Linked DNA regions of Anser cygnoides: region 1 is linked to region 2. Evidence: chromatin contacts called from public Hi-C data. All regions are on one chromosome and are shown on one strand. Each heading gives the region's core, a stretch centred on a gene start, on an enhancer-like site or on the middle of the called end of the contact. The rest is flanking DNA. Distances are from core to core; before and after follow the strand shown. Region 1 overlaps TNK2 (tyrosine kinase non receptor 2). Region 2 holds the start of PCYT1A (phosphate cytidylyltransferase 1A, choline).

Evidence for each region. A called contact is a pair of places that touch in the nucleus more often than the background predicts.
Region 1: a Hi-C map of liver shows a contact between it and region 2, with 3 times the contacts expected there. The contact joins the enhancer-like site here to the promoter of PCYT1A in region 2. A contact is called at or near these places in 2 of 7 Hi-C or Micro-C datasets (blood and liver).

The regions. Positions count from the first base shown.
Region 1 is chr9:16,555,263-16,560,567 of Taihu_goose_T2T_genome, forward strand. TNK2 (tyrosine kinase non receptor 2) reads left to right here. Exons shown (of 17, transcript XM_067002063.1): 12 at 2,009-2,100; 13 at 2,670-2,714; 14 at 3,474-4,825; 15 at 5,276-5,305. Among named protein-coding and RNA genes, the nearest start is that of MUC4, 8.4 kb to the right of the region's middle. Within about 2 kb of position 1,944, at least 1 of the 3 cell types and tissues checked has open chromatin away from gene starts, as enhancers often do. A contact at or near this core is called in liver, where this site is marked.
Region 2 is chr9:16,485,771-16,490,658 of Taihu_goose_T2T_genome, forward strand. PCYT1A (phosphate cytidylyltransferase 1A, choline) reads left to right here and starts at 1,528. Exons shown (of 9, transcript XM_048076771.2): 1 at 1,528-1,685. It also overlaps a transcript of DYNLT2B not described here.

The DNA of each region.
Region 1 (5,305 bases), core at 694-3,193, 70 kb after region 2:
CCGTTCCTCATCCCCCGCATCCCCAGCGGGTCGGATCCTGACCCCTTCCCGGGGCGCGGGGTGGGGGGCAGAGCGCGCCACGGGTGCGGGGTTAGGATCCGGGGCACCCTCCCTGGCCGTGCCACCGCCTGCCTGCGTGACCCCGGGTGAGTCACTTCGCCTCCTCCCGTGTCACCGGGGCAGGGCGCGTGCCCCGCTCCCACCGCCACCCCCGGGGGGGTCTCGCCGTCCTCCCACGCCGTCCGTAACGAAGGTCCTTTTTGTTCCTCAGGGCCGAGAATTACTGGTGGCGGGGTCAGAATAAGCGGACCCTAAAAGTGGGCCAGTTCCCCCGAAACACGGTGACCTCGGTGGCGGGGCTGTCGGCCCACGACATCAGCCAGCCGCTTAAAAACAGCTTCATCCACACAGGCCATGGAGACACCAACCCGCAGCAGTGCTGGGGGTTTCCCGATAAAATTGATGAGTAAGAAACTTTCTGTCTTCTCTGCACCCCGCTGCCTCCCCCCCCCCTCCCCGCCTTCACGGGAGCCAGCCACAGCTTGGCTTTCCTCCCTTTAAAAAAAAAAAAACACTCCTCTTCCTCCCTGGTGTGCTGGGGCTGGTGGCTCCTGGCAGGGTCCCCGCAGCTTGACTAACTCCCTCGCCTCTTCTCACTAACGGGGTCGGGCGCTGCATGGGGGGGAGCTTGGGGGCCGCGGAGCTGTGCTGGTGGGGCTGCTCGTGATGGGGTGTGGGGCCAGGCTGGGCACGGAGCCCCTCGTCCCAGCCTCGTGGCCCCTCGGTGCTTCGCAGCACCCCTGCTGCATAGGGACGGGGGAAATGTCCCCCCAGAGGTGGCTGCCGACGTTTTTGGGGTGTCCTGGGGCATCGTGTGCTTGGAGGGGAGTCGGTGTGAGCGTGCAGCCTGGCCGCGTGCTTTTAACAGCGTGTGTCCTCTTAAAAAGCAAAATATATATATTAAAAAAAAAGAAAAAAGGGGGGGCCGGGCATCGTGCAGCGTGTCCTGGCAGGAGCTGGGTGCCAGGACCCCGCACCCCGGGGTGCCGCAGCGCCCAGGAAGCTGTGGGCAGGGTGCGCTGGCTTGCTGCGGGGTCACGGCGGCTCTCTGCCAGCGCTGGGGCTGGGGGGGCCGTGGGAGGGCTGCTTGGGGGGGGGCAGGGTACGATTTCAAAGCCTGGAAAGCTCCCGCTGGGCCGAGCCAGCTCCCGCGCCCGTCTCACCGCATCCCATGGGCCGGCGATCCCCGTGGCCGTTGGGCACCCCGGCCCGATACGGCCCCGCTGGTACTCTCGATCCCATTCTGCCCCCGTCCCCACGGGGCCGTGTCCCGGCGGCCCCCCCGGAGCGTTTCATCGCCGCGCGTGCGCGCCTCGTGCCCCGGCAGGCCTCCCCGCGCCCCGCTGCGTGGGCACGCGCCCTGGGTACGTGCCGTCCGGGCCGCGGAGAACGCACCGAGCCCGGCACACGCCCAGGCCTTGGGGCTCCGCCGGCTCCCTGCCTCACCACGCCTGGCTTGCGACGGCTCGCCCGGGCCTCCCGCCGCGCTGCTCCCGCCGTGCCCCGGGCGCACGCGGCACCCCCGAGCACCCCGGTGCGGCACCGCGGCTCTCCGTGCCTCGTGTGCGTGGCACGTTGTGCACCGATGGGTGTCGGAGCCGGGGAGGGGATGGGTGGCACCGGGATGGCACCGGGGGGCTGTGCCCTGGAGGGAAAAGCCTCTCGGGGTGCATCCCCGGGCAGCCAGCAGTCACGGGGACGGCGCTCGCAGCGGGATGTGGATCTCCCTGCGGGGCACGGTGCTTGGTGGAGGGGCTGTGGGGTCTTCCCCGTGTCCCCAACTCATAGCAAGGGGCAGGTTTTTCCTCCTCTCGCCCCCCAGCAGCCCCCCACCGTAGGCGGGGGTGTGCTGAACGTGCGCCCGAGCACGTGCTGCAAGCGTGGGGAGTGCGGGGGCCCTGCGCAGCGCCCCGCTGAGCCCCCGCGGCGCTCTTCTCTCTCCCCGCAGGCTGTACCTGGGAAATCCCATGGACCCTCCTGACATTTTAGGTGTGGACCTGACTGCTGCCAGACCCACCCAGCTTCCAGGAAGGGCTAAAAGTAAGCAGCTTTTCCCCCTGCACCCCCTGCCTCCAGCCCGTCAGCTGCGCAAAGTCCCTTCTCTCTGCGCCGGGAGCTGCGCCCTTTCACCTGGGTGACGGGCAGGATCTGTCCCTCCGTCCCCTCCGCTCTGTCTCTCTGCTGCCACTCGCTTGCTGCAGCCCCGGGTGGCAGGGAGCCGGGGTGACGGCGCGTGCCAGCGGTGTGGGCGGCTCTGCCCAGCCCCGCCAGGCTGGACTCTGCCCCGCTGGCCTTCGGCCGGGCCCCTCGTCCCCTCCCGGGGCAGGGCTCCCCGTTGCGGGGGAGATCGGCTCGGCGCAGTCGGAGCCGCGACGTCCCCGGGCGGGGAGGGAGGTCAGACACAGCGCGAGTGCCACCAACCCCCTAAATCTGCAATCCGGGGGGAGCTGGGGGGGGGGGGGGGCCACCAGCATCTGCTCCCGGCCAGCAGCGGCTGGAGGGGGTACGAAGCATGCACCGCGCCCCCGCTAACAACCGCCCCGGCTGCCGCTTGCTCCCCGCGCTCCCCCTGCGCCTCCCCTGCTCTCGGGCTCTCTCTTCTCCTGCAGGGCAGCCGCCTCCGCGCCCGCCTCAGCCTTCAATCCTGCTTACGAGTAAGTCGGGCTGTTCTGGGAGCCGCCAGCCCTGCTCGTGCCCCCCTCTCTTCTCTCTTAGCTCCTTTCTTCCAAGGTACTCGGGGCGTGCTGTGCGCTTCTCAGCCGGGGCAGCCCCCGGCCCTCGCCGGCACGCACGGGCACCGCCGGGCACCCGCGGGTGACAGCGCGGCTCTGCTCCCCGCGGAGGAACGCGTCCCCAGCCCTCCAAACCCGGGGCAGGCGTCCCCGGGGAGATGGTGCCGCCCGTGCTGCCTGCCCCTGGGCATCTCCAGGCTTGTCCCCCTCCTCGCACGTCTTCCCTGGAGGGACCGGCGGGGACTAACCGCTCCGAGGGGCCACCCGCCTCCGGTACTGACCCGGGTGCCGCTGGACCGGGCATGGCTGCAGCGTGGCATGCGCTGGGGTGGCCGTGGAGCAAGGGGGAGACAGGGCAGGGTCCCAGGGGGTGGGGAAGGGCAGGGGCACCTCGGGTGCAACCCCCCGTCCCCCTCCCCGGATCCTGCCCCAGGAAGGCAAGCATTGCTGTGGCCAAGGTGGGAGTGGGGCGAGGAGGCACGGAGTGGTGGAGCTGAGGCTGCCGTGCCATGGGTTTGGGGGAGCTTCCTGTATGCTGGGGTCTCGCCGCGGCTTCGGGAAGGAGGGCAGTTGGGATCTGGAGTCATTCCCAAGGAGGGTTGTCCCCACCTGGGGACGGGAGTTGGGGGTGTTGGTGGGTGACGCGATGGGACCCTCACCGCCTTCTCCCTTGCATCCTAGAGCCCTCCTACGACCCGGTCAGCGAGGAGGACGAGGGCCTGTCGTCTGGCTTCCGAAAACTCTGCCTGAAGAAGCCGGGCCCGGGGAAGGGTCTGCGGCTGGCCAAGCCCTCTGCCCGCGTGCCCGGCACCAAGGTGGGCGAGCGGCAGCCCGGCCGGCCGCCCAGCGAGGGACCGGGGAGCGGCGAGGTGACCCTCATCGACTTCGGGGAGGAGGTGCCCCCCGCCAGCCCCTCGCCCGTGGGGGAGCTGACGGCCCCCTCCCTCGCCAAGCTGGCCATGGAGGCCTTCTCGCTGCTGGACAAGACCCCCCCGCAGAGCCCCACGCGAGCCCTGCCCCGACCCCTCCACCCCACGCCGGTGGTGGACTGGGACGCGCGGCCCTTGCCCCCGCCGCCCGCCTACGACGACGTGGCGCAGGACGAGGACGACTTCGAGGTGTGCTCCATCAACAGCCCCCCCGGGCGGCGGGGCAGCCGTGCCGGGCTGCCCAGGGCGCGCGAGCGGGGCGAGACCAACTACGGCTTCGTGGACGAGGGCGAGCGGGCGGCGGGGCTGGAGGACAACCTCTTCCTGCCCCCCAAGGAGGCCAAGCAGCCCAGCCTGACGCAGACCACCGAGATCTTCGAGGAGCTGCAGCAGGAGTGCATGAAGAGGTTCAACGTGCCCCGGGGGCCGGCCGCCTGCCCGGCAGATGACAAACCCCAAATCCCTCCCCGCGTCCCCATCCCGCCCCGGCCCCTGCGCCGCAACGAGCCCGGGCGCTGGTCGGGGGAGCTGTCCCCGGCCTCGGGGGGCGAGGAGGACCGGCCGCCCCAGATTCCCCCCCGGGACCCGCTGTCGCAGCCCACCTCGCGGACGCCCAGCCCCATGGCCCTGCAGGTGGGCTCCCCCCAGCAGCGCGGCGCCCTGTGCTCCTGCCTCTCCACCTCGCCGGGGAAGCCCATGCCCACCACGCAGAGCTTCGCCCTCGACCCCAAATACGCCACCCCCAAGGTGATCCAGGCGCAGGGCAAGGACTGCTCCAAGGGGCCCTGCATCCTGCCCATCGTGAAGGACGGGCAGAAGGTCAGCAGCACCCACTACTACCTGCTGCCCGAGCGCCCTGCCTACCTGGACAAGTACGAGAAGTTTTTCAAGGAGGCCAAAAGCCCCGAGGAGGCACCGGCGTCCCGCGTGGTCACCACGGCCACCGTCCGGCCCATGGTGCAGCAGCAGCCGGACTACAAGGCCAACTTCTCCTCCAACAACAGCAACCTCGGGCCCAAGTGCCTGGTGAAAGCCTCCTGCAGCCTCCAGAAGATTGTCTACGATGGGCCGGATGGCTACCGCCCCTCCGAGAAGATCCGGCTGGTAAGCGGCTTCATCGGGGGACGCGGTGGCTTTTGGCCGGGTGGCCGTGGGCTTGTTGTGTCGCTTGGGCAACAGCCATCCCTATCCCGTGCCTCGGTTTCCCCGTGTTCGGTCCCCAAGTGGGTGGCTGCGAGGGGTCCCCAGGCATGCAAAAAGCAGCCCCAAAATGGGGATTGGAGAACCTTTTAACTCAAATTAGCCCTACCCACGGCTTGGCCCCATGGAAGGGGGAGGAAGGTGGCCGTCCCTGCTGGGCACAGGGAGGTGGCTGGGGATCTGCACCCCAGCGCAGGAGGCAGAAATCCCACCTTGACTCCCTGCTGCTGGTGCCCAGCTCTTCCTAGCTGGGGACGGAGTCATGGGGGGGCATCCCTGGTGTCCTGACCCGCCCCCCCCCCCCCCCCCCCAGCTCCTTGCTGGTGGCACGCGGTGACCGTCAGCCTCCCCCAGGTGCAGGACATGGTGCACGGCGTCACCACC
Region 2 (4,888 bases), core at 278-2,777:
CACTAGCCTTGATTGCTCATCAGTGCTTCTCAGATAAGCATTTTCTGAGGATTCTTTGTAAATTAATCAATAAAGCTGATCTCTAATTCTGGCTATCCAGACTTGTTACTATGACTTCTGTAAGAATTATGTTGTCAGTCCCAGCCAAGTGTCACATGCAATGATATTAATTGACAAGAAGACAAGTTACTTAGGACAATAGTTCAAGGCAGTAGCCTGCACACCCCACCAAGTGCCCAAACTTCCAGCTGTATCTCCTCGTTGGTTCTGTGCAATTTGGCACCTGTGGAAATGTTGAATAATCATTGCTCAGTGCCCAATTCAATAGATATTGCAGTGCTTTCTCAATCTTTGCCTTTCTGTAACTGTTTCAGGATACGCAGTTGGATATTTGGAGACCAAAATTGTTAGGACTCGAGCCTTGAAAGGAACAATAGAAAAGGCTGCTGTAAATCAGAAAAGGAGCTCCAAAATCTCTTATCTCCCCAAAAGTTAGAGGATGAGGTTGGTTCCTGAGAGATGGGTGCTACTGGAATGCATCTGAAATGCCCAGTGTAAGACAGGAGGAGTTGCTCTCTTGTGATGCCCGTTCTCTCTCTGTGCTGACTGAGGAAGAAGCATAGCTGAACAATTTCAACTGCATGAATGGTTCTTGCAGTGCTAAAGCTTAGCACGGTGAATCCTGAATCCCACCCTCACCAACTGTTAGAGCAGAACACACACTGCCCGTGCATCTTTTAGCAGAGAAGTCAAAAATTATGGTTCATCTTCTAGAATCACTCTTCTGTCTACAATCCTGAAACAAGTACGCTGCTATTTCTGTAATAGGTTTGTGTGAAAGCAGCTTCATCTAATTTACCTCTGATGGGAAATAGGTGGTGGCTTCCCTGATGTCTTTGTATCTGTGACACGTTAAATGAGCTGCCGAGGATGTAATGGCACCACTAAGTGTGTGTGAACCTGAGAGTCCACAAGCTTTGGAAAACAGTGAAACAACCCATTAAAAAAATTCACTGAGAGATTATATATACCCTCAGACTTGTATTGATGTTTTTATCAAGTCACAGTAATTAAATCATGATTTTTTTTGCACTGCGGGTGTTCTGGTTTTGGAGGTTTTTAACACCTGCTTCACAAAGGCATTGCACAAAGCACAGGTCTAAGTCTGGTAACTCCAGTTACCCGTAACAGCAGCAGGGTAAGGGGTAGTGTTTCCCCTGAAGAAAAACCAAGGGGCTGCGAACAACACAGCCTGGTCCCTGTCAGCCTTTAGGGCGAGCACCGGGGGTCCTGCAGCCGGTCCCGGGACGCAGTACCCCCCCGATAACTTGCACCATTTATCCTCGATGCTTGCCCTGCCGTAGCGAGGCTGCGGGCCGCGGCGTTCTCCCGCACACCCCAGCCACCCGCTGACCTTGTCACCCAGCGGCCAAACCCTGCGGCACCCCCGCCCCGACCCCTCCGCCTCGGCCGGCCGAGGAGCAGCCGGGGCCCGGAGGGAGGCGGCGGGGACGCTGCGGGCCCGGAACGCGGCTTCGGGCCGCGGTTTCCCGAGGCGCCGCCGGTCCCTTCCTGCGGCCCGGGCCCTGCGCGGCGGCTCCGCCCGCGCCCCGTTGGCGGCAGCGGGGCGGGACCGGCACCGGCACCGGCAGGCTCCGGCTCCAGGGCTCCGGCACCGGGTGAAGGTAGGGGGGGACGGGGGAGCGGGACCCGCACCGGGAGGGCCCCGGGGGGGCTGCACCGGGCGGTGCTCGCCCCGCAGCCGGGGGGGCGGGCGGGTTAATGGGGTCGGAATTAGGGACCGGGGGGGGGCAGCGGTTCGGACAGGGCACGGTCCGAAAGGGGGGGGTTGGTCGGAGGGTGGCCGCTGGGTTTGGTGGTGAGACGTGTTGTGAATGCCTGCGCGGTGCTTAGCGGAGGGTAATCGCAGGGTTAGGAAAATTTATGGGTTGGCAGGTTCCTAGCGCGAGGAGGGGGTTGCAGTGGTCTCGGGGGGGTTGTAATGGTCTCGGTGTTACCGCAGGGTGAGCCCTGAAGGCGGCTGGGGGGCTTGGTGGCGATGGGCAGCCCTCCTGAGGGAGGCTGGCACCCAGCTCTCAGTAGGCGCTGCTGGCGGACCCTAAAACACGAGGAGCAACCCGAAAGCCAGGCAGAACGACCGCCCGTCCTTGTACATTACGGCCCCTGAGCAAGCCCCAAACCTGCGATATGCTCCAGAAACCTGCTCCTGCAAACCACAGCAGAGACCTTGTTGCGTGCCGGGGCGCTCGGTGCCCCAGGTTACGGTGTGCCCAGCAGGGCTGCGAATTCACCGAAAAGGTCCTGCCGGCAATTCCTTTATTTTTTTATACCTCATAGCAGCACAGCCTCGGTGATCACACAGCACCCTGCTCAGCCGTGGCGGCGGTGGGGAGAATCACCTCGAGCCTTTGGGGCTCGGGTGGCGCCCGGCATCCTTCCACTGACCGCAGAGTGCTGGTACCAGATCTGCGTGTGGCTGCTAACACATCGCAAGCAGCCGAAGCAGCCCGTGTTTTGAGTGTGGGCAGGGCTCTGTGTGTGCCAGACCCCGCCGAACCTTTGCGAGGGGCTGGAGGGCTTGGAGCAGAGCAGGCACCGAGCGCGGGGACAGCCGCAGTCTGGGCCGTTTCCACTCGCTTTTTGTGCCGGTGCCCTCGGTCTGGGGCACTGGGCAAGGCTGGGCTGTGAATGAGGTTGGCGTGGAGATTGGGCAAGATTTTTAAACACCGACTGAAGAGAGATCCTGATCTCTCCCAGTAATTACGTACGGGTTAACCCCCGTCTTGTAAACAGCCTTTCATCAGTATCTAGAGGAGTATGTGATGAGCCTTGTCATTAACTTCTTCTGAGCCTTCCTGTCTCCAGCGGATCTCTACAGAGATGCATACCAGTGAGATTAATCACAAATTGGGGGCTGGAGATGGAGAGCAGAATACAAGGTCTGTTCTCCCCATGGCTGAGGAATGCAGGGTAGGTTGGGCGCTTTGCAGCCTGGCAGGGGAATTGTCTGAGGTGACAGGACCTCTTCCTTCTCCCTGAGGCTGTCGCTTCGTGCCTTCCATGTGTCAGGGCAATTCTTCGCCGCGGACAGCTGCCAGAGTGCAAAGTTTAGTAGTATTTGCCTACAGATGAGTCAGCAGAAGAGAAATAGCTTGCCTTCTGTATAGTGGAATCATCTTGTAGGCAGAGCAGCACATGACAGTCACATCTGACCGTGCTAACAACGCCTTCCGAGTTCAGCGGGCGACGGGAGCGTGCGAGCAGGCTGCGGAGCCGGGGGCTCGGTGTCCCGGTGTGCCGGCCTCCTGCTGACCTTCACCTCTGCTGGTAAATGCAACAGCTCGGGGCTGGAGCGCTTACGGGGTTGTGGCAGCCACCTCTTGTTCCGTACGTGTTTCGAGTTTAAGTAGCAGGTTTTATTTTGCCTTGTTGTGTGAATCTGCAAGCAGGACGCAGCAGAAGCGGCAGGAGAAATCCTGCTGCTGCACGTAGATTTGCAAATCGTAATATTCTTCGAGAAATCCCTCGAGTCTCGAAACACAAAGAATGCAGATGAGTCAGGTCCCCGTTCCGTCAGTGGGCTGGGGATGCAGGAATATCTGCTCTGTTTCTGTGGTGTCACGCGAGGCAGGGTCCTGCGACACTGTGAATGCCTACACTGGGGGCTAAACAAAACATCAGTGCTGCCCAGGAAGGAGCAGTCCCTGAGGTAAGGCTTTGGTAAGCAACAGGATTTGCTGCACCAATTCTGGGACCTTGTCCGTATGCCACAGGTGCTGTGGTGAAATTCCAGCTCAGATGATGATTAGTTAACTCGCGCTAAGGGGAAAAAAAAATTAATTTTCCTTGTGCTGCTCAATGCCTGTCCTTTCTCCCCCGCAAGAAGTGGCTGCGTTCCTGTGGGAAATGCCCTGAGCTTCGTAGTCGGCTCCTCCTGGCAGAGCCCATGCAGCTCTCAGCTCGGGGTGAGCCAGCAGGCGGGTGATGGAGGGCACTTCCTTGATGCAGGGTGCACACCGAAGAGATGAGTTTCGGAAGCAAGGCCCCACGCGTTCTGTAAAGTGGCGCAGAGGCTGGGATTTGCCCCTTGGGCCTTCCCTGATAGGGCACTTGTTAGCTTTGCTCCTAGAGAGCGCTTTGTCATGTCGAGCACGGATTCGGTTCTGCAAGAGGTTGATGCGTTAGGCAAAGTGGAACAGTGTTAATGTTTTACAACAGGGCCGTTTCTTCTGGTGATGCCAGTTCTTTGTCGTGGAGTTTTTCAGAATAAGCTTTCAGAGCTATCTTTCCTTCCCCGCTCCCCATCTGCTGCAAGTGTAATTAATTTGAGAACAGGCAGTGTTTTACTCATTTGGGGAGGCAAAGATGCGTGCTCATGTGTTCAGCTCAGCTACAGATGCTGCATCCCATTGTTAGGAAGTAATTGTTTAGGGTGCTATTTTAGTCCTTTGGGTCAAAAACAATTGCTCTAAGAGCAGGAGCTTTATCGCAGTAAGGTATGGCTTGTTTTCCAAAACAACTTGTTCCCAGTTATTTTCATTAATAACTGGTGCTGGGAGGAGTTCCCGGAAACGCGCTAGCCACAGGGTAAAGGTTTTAGAGCCCCGAAGAGGTAAAATTACTGCTTAATTTCTGCATTAATTTGAGTAATTAACAGAGCTGCGTCACTCCTGAGGTGCCCAGCCAAGCTCTCCAGACTCTGCAGAGGCTCCTTCAGCACGGTCTAGCCTGTAACATCAGGGCAGGGAGAGCGCTTGCGTGCCATCCACCGGACAGGTAGTCGAGAAAACCTACAGCTGTTTTCCCCCACTCTTCCCATCAACGTTAAGGTTGCTTCCACCAGAAACAGAACTGTGCTGCTTTTAGG